Regions from separate parts of the Mus musculus genome. Here region 1 is linked to region 2. Evidence: chromatin contacts called from public HiChIP or PLAC-seq data. All regions are on one chromosome and are shown on one strand. Each heading gives the region's core, a stretch centred on a gene start, on an enhancer-like site or on the middle of the called end of the contact. The rest is flanking DNA. Distances are from core to core; before and after follow the strand shown.

Region 1 (3,564 bases), core at 74-2,573, 81 kb after region 2:
CTCTACAAAATCATGCAAAATATTTATCACGGCACCTGAAATAAAGTTGATAATAAATGGTGACTAATATATAGCAAGACAGAGAATGTGAGATGGAAATTACATCCCAGTTTACAGGTAGTGCTAACATAGAAGAGAACAAATGGCAGTCACCTAGCTGATCAAATTCTGCAACGTTGCATTTTATTCTCTCATATTTATAAAAAGATTGTTGTTTTTACGTGTGTATTTATGTACCTGTGTTAATTCATGTGCATAATGTGTGAAGGTGCTTGTGACGGAGGCCGGAAGGTTTTGGGACTGACTACCTGGAGGAGTTACTGGTGGTTGTGAATCACCTGATGTAAGTGCTAGGGAACTGAACCCAGGTTCTCTGCAAGAGTAGTAAGTGTCTTTAACCACTGAGCCATTTTTAGCCTCCCTCTCAGGTTCTTGGGAATAAAACTATGCTTTAAATCGTCTTTTTGGTGACTATTTAGAAATACAATCTGCCTAAGATGAAAAAAAAGTCTAATGTGAATGTTTTTTAAATTTCAGGACTAGTAATTATATTGTTCTTAATTTTAGGCTTTAGTACATTTATTATTGGTTCATTCCTTTCTTCTTTTTGTCCTTTCCTTTTTCTTTCTCTGACATACCTTTTTTCTAACTTTGCCCTCTCTTAGGAAGTCTTAAACATCAGTGCTTTGAGCGAGTTGAACTTTCAGATTCCCTAACCTTTGTTTACCTATTGTATTTTTGTTAAATTTGGAATGTGAATAAACACTGAGTATAATAGGCTTTCCACACTAGGAGGAAAAAAAGACCTGACATTCTTTTTTTATTCTTTAATTTTTTTTTACAGTCCAATCTTTATCCCCTTCCCCATTTACCCTCTGACTGTTCCACATCCCATTCCCTTCTGTTTCCAAGAGGATGTCCCCACCTCCCTACCCCCACCCCACCAGTCCTCCACTCCCTGGGGCCCTCAAGTCTCTTGAGGTGTATCTTCTTTTACTGAGTCAAGACCCAGTAGCCCTCTGCTGTATATGTGTTGGGGCCTCATATCAGCTGGTGCATTCTGGCTGGTTGGTGGCTCAGTGTCCAAGCAATCTGGGGGTCCAGGTTAGTTGAGACTGCTGGTCTTCTTATAAAGTTACCCTCCTCCTTCTCAGCTTCTTCCAGCGCTTTGCATTTCTCTAGAATTCTAAGTGCATCCTTAAAGCTCAAAGGAAGGGTGTGGTTTTGACTCAAACTTTGCCTTATTGGCCAACCTCAGGGAGTCTGGGTTGAGTTAGAGGGAATGTAACAAAGCCTGACAGTAGACAAGTCTGATGTGGTTTAAAGTTTCATTATGAAACTTCTGTGTACTTCTGCTTTTCACCCAGTTGTGTCATAGGCAAACAACTAAAGCATTCGTTTCAGTTTTTGCTGACCATCTGTTTGAAATAACACAAATACACAGAATTCAAATAGTCTGCATTGTCACTAGTAGTTTAAGATGTTGAAATTGAATAATTTATTCATAAACCAGTTTAAAGCTTTAAAAATATTTCTTCAGTTGTGATAACATATATACAAACAGCTATAACACACTATATACATATTTATAGCTGTCTCTTGGTGTCCACAGAGGATTAGAATCCAGGACCTTCCTTGTGTACCAAAATCTGCAGATGTTCAGATGCCATACAAAATATGGCAATATTTCATACAAATTATGTATATCATCCTACATACTTTTAAATAATGCTAGGTTACTTATATTTAATACAAGGGAAGTGCTATATAAAGAAAACATGTGCTCAATACAGGTGAATTGCTTTTCAAATAATTTTGATCTTAGTTGTTGAGAGCAGGGATGAAGAATCCAAAGAAATTGTATGCCAACTGTTTGTGTATAGCATTACATATTTGTATAGAGTATTTATACTAAAGCATAAGTTGTTGGAAGTTTTATTTACTATATAGATGTTTATGTTTCTTATAGAGTAATTGGATACTACAAAAATTAGAAATCCAAAATTAGTATGGAATAGCTTATTATTTTGGCAACTAATATTTTCTAAGAAGAACTCACAGATGACAGCACACAGACTGTATTCTCCAAGGGAGAGGCACAAATAAAATACATGTTTTATAAAAAGCCCATAAGAGTCTAAACTTTCACAGGCATTTTCATCACAACAGCATCTACCTGTTTTCTAGTGTTTTAATATGTAGGCTCAGTTTACTCAGAGCTCAAGATCAGTGAGTTCAGTGCCTGGAACTTACCAAGATTAAACTTGAGATATCCAGTCTCAGAGAAAAACTAAGAAGAAATCTTTTTATTTGTTAGGTGAGTTGGGAGGGTATGTGGACAAATATTAAAAAGTGTAAAATTGATGTCTGTGGAAGGCAAAGAAACCGTCAAATTGGAGGTGGGAAAGAATCATGGCCATGCATGTAACTATAATTTTTAGGGCAAAAGCTGGGGTTCTGGGGCCCAGTAGTGTAAGTTTGGCCACCCACTCCAACATCCCAGTTAAAGAGATGAGCAATGGTGGAAAGCAGTGGCCTCAAATATGTTTTGAGGCATTGTTATTAAAGTTAGTTTTAATAGAGGGCAAGGTATGGTCTGTTTGATTCCTGACTTGATTCTTGTACTACAAGGGGGTCTGATAAAAGTCCTCATGGCTGTCATCACTTGAAGAGATCAATCTGGCTCCTCCCAAATGATCATTTCTGCTCCAGAGTACAGCATTACCATCATTCCTTACTGGCCCTACCTGGGCACGGGTCTATCTTCCGAAGATTTGTTCTTTCTGGAATCCCAGGTGACTTCAAGTTTAGGACAATTGCTTACCTCTGCCTTCAGCCAAAGTAGACACAAAATAAAGACATGGATGTCTGACTTTGATTCTGTTTTTAGTTACCTGTGGCCTAAGTGAGGAGTCAATGTTTTTTAGCAAAGTATTGTGCAGTGCATTAGTAATTCATACCACATTTCACAAGATGCATAGCCACACAAAACAATGGTTTTTTTGAAGGTTATTTTGAACAAAAAATTGAAAGAATTTTAACAAAAGGAGTATTGTACTGGGGATCAAGCCCAGGGACTGTGAATGCTAAGTAAGCACTCTACTACTGAGTCACACCCCAGCACCACACACCTCTTTGTAGATATATTAAATCACACAATGGTAATGGATAAAGTTAGGAGTAAAAAAAATCAATAGGTTCTATTGTGTCTCATCATGCATGACTAATAGCAGAGTTCCTGTTAGTTTCAGATTATCAGAACCAGGTGTCTAAAATTTCAGAACAATTATGCTGTGGACTACACAAAAGAAGCCAACCTGTGAGACCATATTCCTATGCCTTTAACCCATGGATTAGCAGGAATTAAAGACTGTCACTTCTTAAATAGAACAGTTAAGGCAGATAGACACAAAGGAGAATCCAACAGCCTAAATAATTCTGGCTGTCTCACGGACAAAGCAAAATGGGCAGCTTTTAATTTTCTCTTGGTTGTTTTAAAATAAATCTTCATGTACATATTAAGCTTATAACAAGATCAAAATGACTTTAATACAACCCATTGCC
Region 2 (3,963 bases), core at 621-3,120:
TAAGCTGCTCAAATTGCCCACTGACTCCATGATCCTATGGCTTCAGCCAACGGCAGACCAATGAAGATTAAGATGTGTACCACCAAGCCCAGTTTACAATCTCATAGGTCCCTGAACCTACTTCAGCCATGAAAAGTCACTTCATTGATATGGCATAAAACATTTTTTACCTGAGGGCTCCAAACAGTGACATCATTGTCATACTGGTTTCGAAACTGAAAGTGGAAGAAAGATTAAATGAGAACATTACAAAGTTCAAATTTTAACATTAAGACATGTGTTTCAATTGTTACAGCCTCTCTCCTAGTGCAGCTTTCTTGAGACATTATTACAGCACTCAGTTTGCAATGCAATTCTACCTTAACAAGGTCCCTTAACCATGCTGGAGCTGTTGGGATGAATGGACTAGGTTCTCCCTAACTCTATATCCTGCCATTCTCCACAGCACTCCCCTTGGGTAGTCAAGTGCTAAAGAATGCACACACCAACTTTCCCTCCACTTTGCTCATACTGTTCTCTACACAGGGCTCTAATAATCTGGCAAAGGCCTTTTCTGTACATTGACTCAAATGTCTATCTTTGAAGGTTTCTTCTTTTCTCCGAAAATTCTCAGCACAATATTCCAACAGAGCTTGAAGGTTTCTTCTTTTCTCTGAAAATTCTCAGCACAATATTCCAGCAGAGCTTTGAGATACAGGTTTCATGAAGCCCAGTCTGGCTTTTTCCTATATACCTGGGAAAATGATCTTGAAGTCCTGTCTCAACCTACCAAGTGCTCAGATTACAGGTGTCTGCTATCATGACCAACTATACATATTTTTTTCTTCTTTTCTTCCTTCCTTTTTTTTTTTTTTTTTTTTTTTTTTGGTGTCGGTCTCTACACTATGGATGTCCTGGAACTTTGACTTAGGCTTGCCTCAAACTCACAGAATTCTGCCTCTCTGCTTCCTAAGTGCTGGGATTAAACTCGTGTACCATAACACCTTCCAACATACCTTTTTTATCTTTATAGTATGAATAAAGTTATGTTTGGTTTAACTTTGAGCTCTCTACCTGCACCCTGTCACTGGATGAATTAACATATACACAAATCCTCAGTAAAGAGGTGGGCACAAATTGCTACCGTGGCAGACCCACTACAGCCATAATGTCATTACTAAAGCAAGTGTATCGGCTCTTAGGAGAATACTCATAATGGCAAAAAAGGCAAGAGTTCGCATGGCAGACTCCACAGAAGCAGCTCAGGGCCCTGTGCTGTAAACCTGAATCCATTACTTCCCCTTTTAGAACAAAGTGACTGTATGGAGTCTTTCCCGACGGCATTCTAATGAGACAGATTAAGACAGACCCACAAGGAAGATGAATTTGGTCTAAAGACCTGACTGCAGGCTCAGGTCTGCGCAGGCGATGCCAGGTGCACCCCTCCATTCCTATAGCCTTCCTCCTATGCAGATGACAAAGGACCATAGGGCATCTTGAAATCGGCCACCTAAGTAAATTGAGAGGGGAGGGCCTCTGGCTGGGCGAGGGAGAGCGCCTGGACCCCACGTAAGGTGGAGAAGCTGAGCGAAAGGCCGCCCAGGTTACTGATCGTTTCCCGCCGGCCAGGCCGCAGATGCTGAATCACTGTAGGAGACTGTCCGTGAGGTAAGCTCCCTCTCCCACCGCCCCACGCCCCAGGGAACAGAGGCCGATCCCCGACCACGTCAGTGTACCTCAGCCCCAAACCCTTCGAGGACTCGGGGCTCAACACACCATAGCTCCGGCGCAGCGACAACCTGACCCAGCAGCGGACACAGGAACACGGCCCCAACTACGGTTCGGTGATCGTCAAAGAAGCCTGCGGAGTCTTGACGGCGGCGACGCAGGAAGTGCAATCTATCCCAGAGCCACGGATCGGCGTCTAACGCTGCCCCGCCCTCCAGCCTTAAGTGGGCGGGGCCTGCGAAAGCTGAGAACGTGGGATTGGCAGGAAGCTCCGGGGTGGGAAAGCCAATGCGCAGAGAAAGCGGGGGGCGTGGCTTCACGTCACGCCCAGAGTTTCCTTGCTTTTTTTTTTTTTAATCCCCAAGTGGATTGCAGATTCCCGCCAACTCTCGGTCCTCTCAGTTGAACGTCGCCACCTAGCTCGGGATGGTGCGGTGGTCCCTCATAGATCTGTCACAGTGCACAGAGAGGTTTGGGAAACAGCGTGTCTGAAAGAGGCTGCAGAAAAAAAAAAAAAAAAAACAAGTGTGTGTGTGTGTGTGTGTGTGTGTGTGTGTGTTCATATTCCTGGCCTGAGATGCTTGAGTACTTGGAGAGCCCATCCTTAAAGGCTCCATGGTCTCGCATGATCGTGATACTTATGATCATTAGTTGCTATTGTAGGACCTGGTTTCTGTCCTGGCACTTGATCTTCTGCTGTCCACAACCAAATACCGTATCTGGTAGATTAGGCCACTAGGGGGAAGGTGCGAGTTTTCTTACGAGTTTTAAAAGAGTATGTTTTGGTTTAATCCCCAAATGAAATCAAGACTGCTAATTCTGTTGAATAACGTGTACCCAGAGTCAGGTAAGGATCTTTAAGGATCTGAACTTTGATGGCGGAGTAACACATCATTTAAATGTCTATGTTCACAGTAATTAGTATCACATTCTAAATATTTTCATGTCTGTATATATATGTACATTTTTTGTTTTTACATTTGTTTTGTGTGTGTGTCTGTGTCCCTGCATACCCTTTTTTGGGAGTCTGAAGACAACTTGAAGTTGGTGGTTCTCTCCTTGCGCCACGTGGATTCTGGGATTGAACTCAGGTTCACAGCTTGGCAGCTAATATAGCAATCCTCTGAACCATCATGCTTTTTGCTTTTCTTTTTCTCATCTCTCTCTGGGTTTGCACCCTCCCTCCCTCGTTTATATGCTCTCAACAGTTAATTAGATTGCTTTGTTCTTTAAATTCACCAACACTGGCTCTTGTTATTTTTAAAAATTTCTGACTTTAAATTGATAGATAGTGCTGTTTTGTTTTCGCAGCACCAGCACGGTGCCTAGCACATATTAGGTACATAATTTGTATTGCTGAATGAACAATGGATTTGGAATGAATGGGAAAATTAAATGCTCATTTAAAAATGGTTGTGGAACTGCAGAGTGCTGTCTACAACCTTCTGCAACTCTAGGGAATCGGACCTCTTCCGGCTACCGTGACGCTTGTGCATACATGTTGTACTTCTTTTTTTTTTTTTAAATATTTTTTATTAGGTATTTTCCTCATTTACATTTCCAATGCTATCCCAAAAGGCCCCCATACCCTCCCCCCCCCCCCCACTCCCCTACTCACCCACTCCCACTTTTTGGCCCTGGCGTTCCCCTGTACTGGGGCATATAAAGTTTGCGTGTCCAATGGGCCTCTCTTTCCAGTGATGGCCGACTAGGCCATCTTTTGATACATGTTGTACTTCTATACAGAGAAAATACTCATAGACATAAAATAGTTTAAAGCACCCAAATTAGCCCATCTACTTTTGAGATTTCTTTTAGAAGATGTTATAAAAATCTTCACAATTCTTTTCTATAGTCATGTGCCTCACACAAATACATGTTTTAAGATAAGATTATACTAAACTGTCTCTTACTAATACACTTAAAAAGTTTTAGCCAATTTACCATGCCTGTAGGTAATGACCTATATTAATTTTAGTAGTTGCATGGAAGTCTATCATGTGGAAATATAATAATCTAGTATCGGTGAGATCTTAGCAGGTTTTTGCTGTTATTAAAGTAATATGACTATTCTAGTGTACACCTTTTGTGTGTTTGATGAATTTATAACATGTGAGGTCAAAGGGAAGATAGTTATAATTACAATAAATATATGTTAGTTATAAGATGGAATATCAACTTATATTCAGTGGTGACTGACAGGCCACTTTGTATATACTTTCAGCAGCACCATGGGTATTGTGTATTCCTTCTAAC

The links. HiChIP or PLAC-seq counts read pairs in DNA pulled down with a chosen protein or histone mark.
Region 1: an H3K4me3 HiChIP or PLAC-seq map of microglia shows a contact between it and region 2, with 4 times the contacts expected there. The contact joins the enhancer-like site here to the promoter of Psma1 in region 2. A contact is called at or near these places in 9 of 39 promoter capture datasets (3T3-L1-derived adipocytes, the C10 cell line, the HPC-7 cell line and 4 more), 1 of 15 datasets of contacts at CTCF or cohesin (large pre-B cells), 13 of 484 Hi-C or Micro-C datasets (the AML12 cell line, B cells, LSK cells and 6 more), 6 of 115 datasets of contacts at active chromatin or transcription factors (CD8 T cells, the HPC-7 cell line, the SCID.adh cell line and 2 more) and 2 of 9 other capture datasets (adipose tissue and liver).

What each region holds. Positions count from the first base shown.
Region 1 is chr7:114,355,353-114,358,916 of GRCm38.p6, forward strand. All of the region lies in intron 1 of 4933406I18Rik (RIKEN cDNA 4933406I18 gene), which reads right to left. Among named protein-coding and RNA genes, the nearest start is that of 4933406I18Rik, 58 kb to the right of the region's middle. Within about 2 kb of position 1,324, at least 91 of the 459 cell types and tissues checked have an H3K27ac peak or open chromatin away from gene starts, as enhancers often do. A contact at or near this core is called in B cells, CD8 T cells, the HPC-7 cell line and 8 more, where this site is marked.
Region 2 is chr7:114,274,246-114,278,208 of GRCm38.p6, forward strand. It overlaps Psma1 (proteasome subunit alpha 1), which reads right to left and starts at 1,871. Exons shown (of 10, transcript NM_011965.2): 1 at 1,756-1,871; 2 at 171-215. The coding sequence starts at 1,758.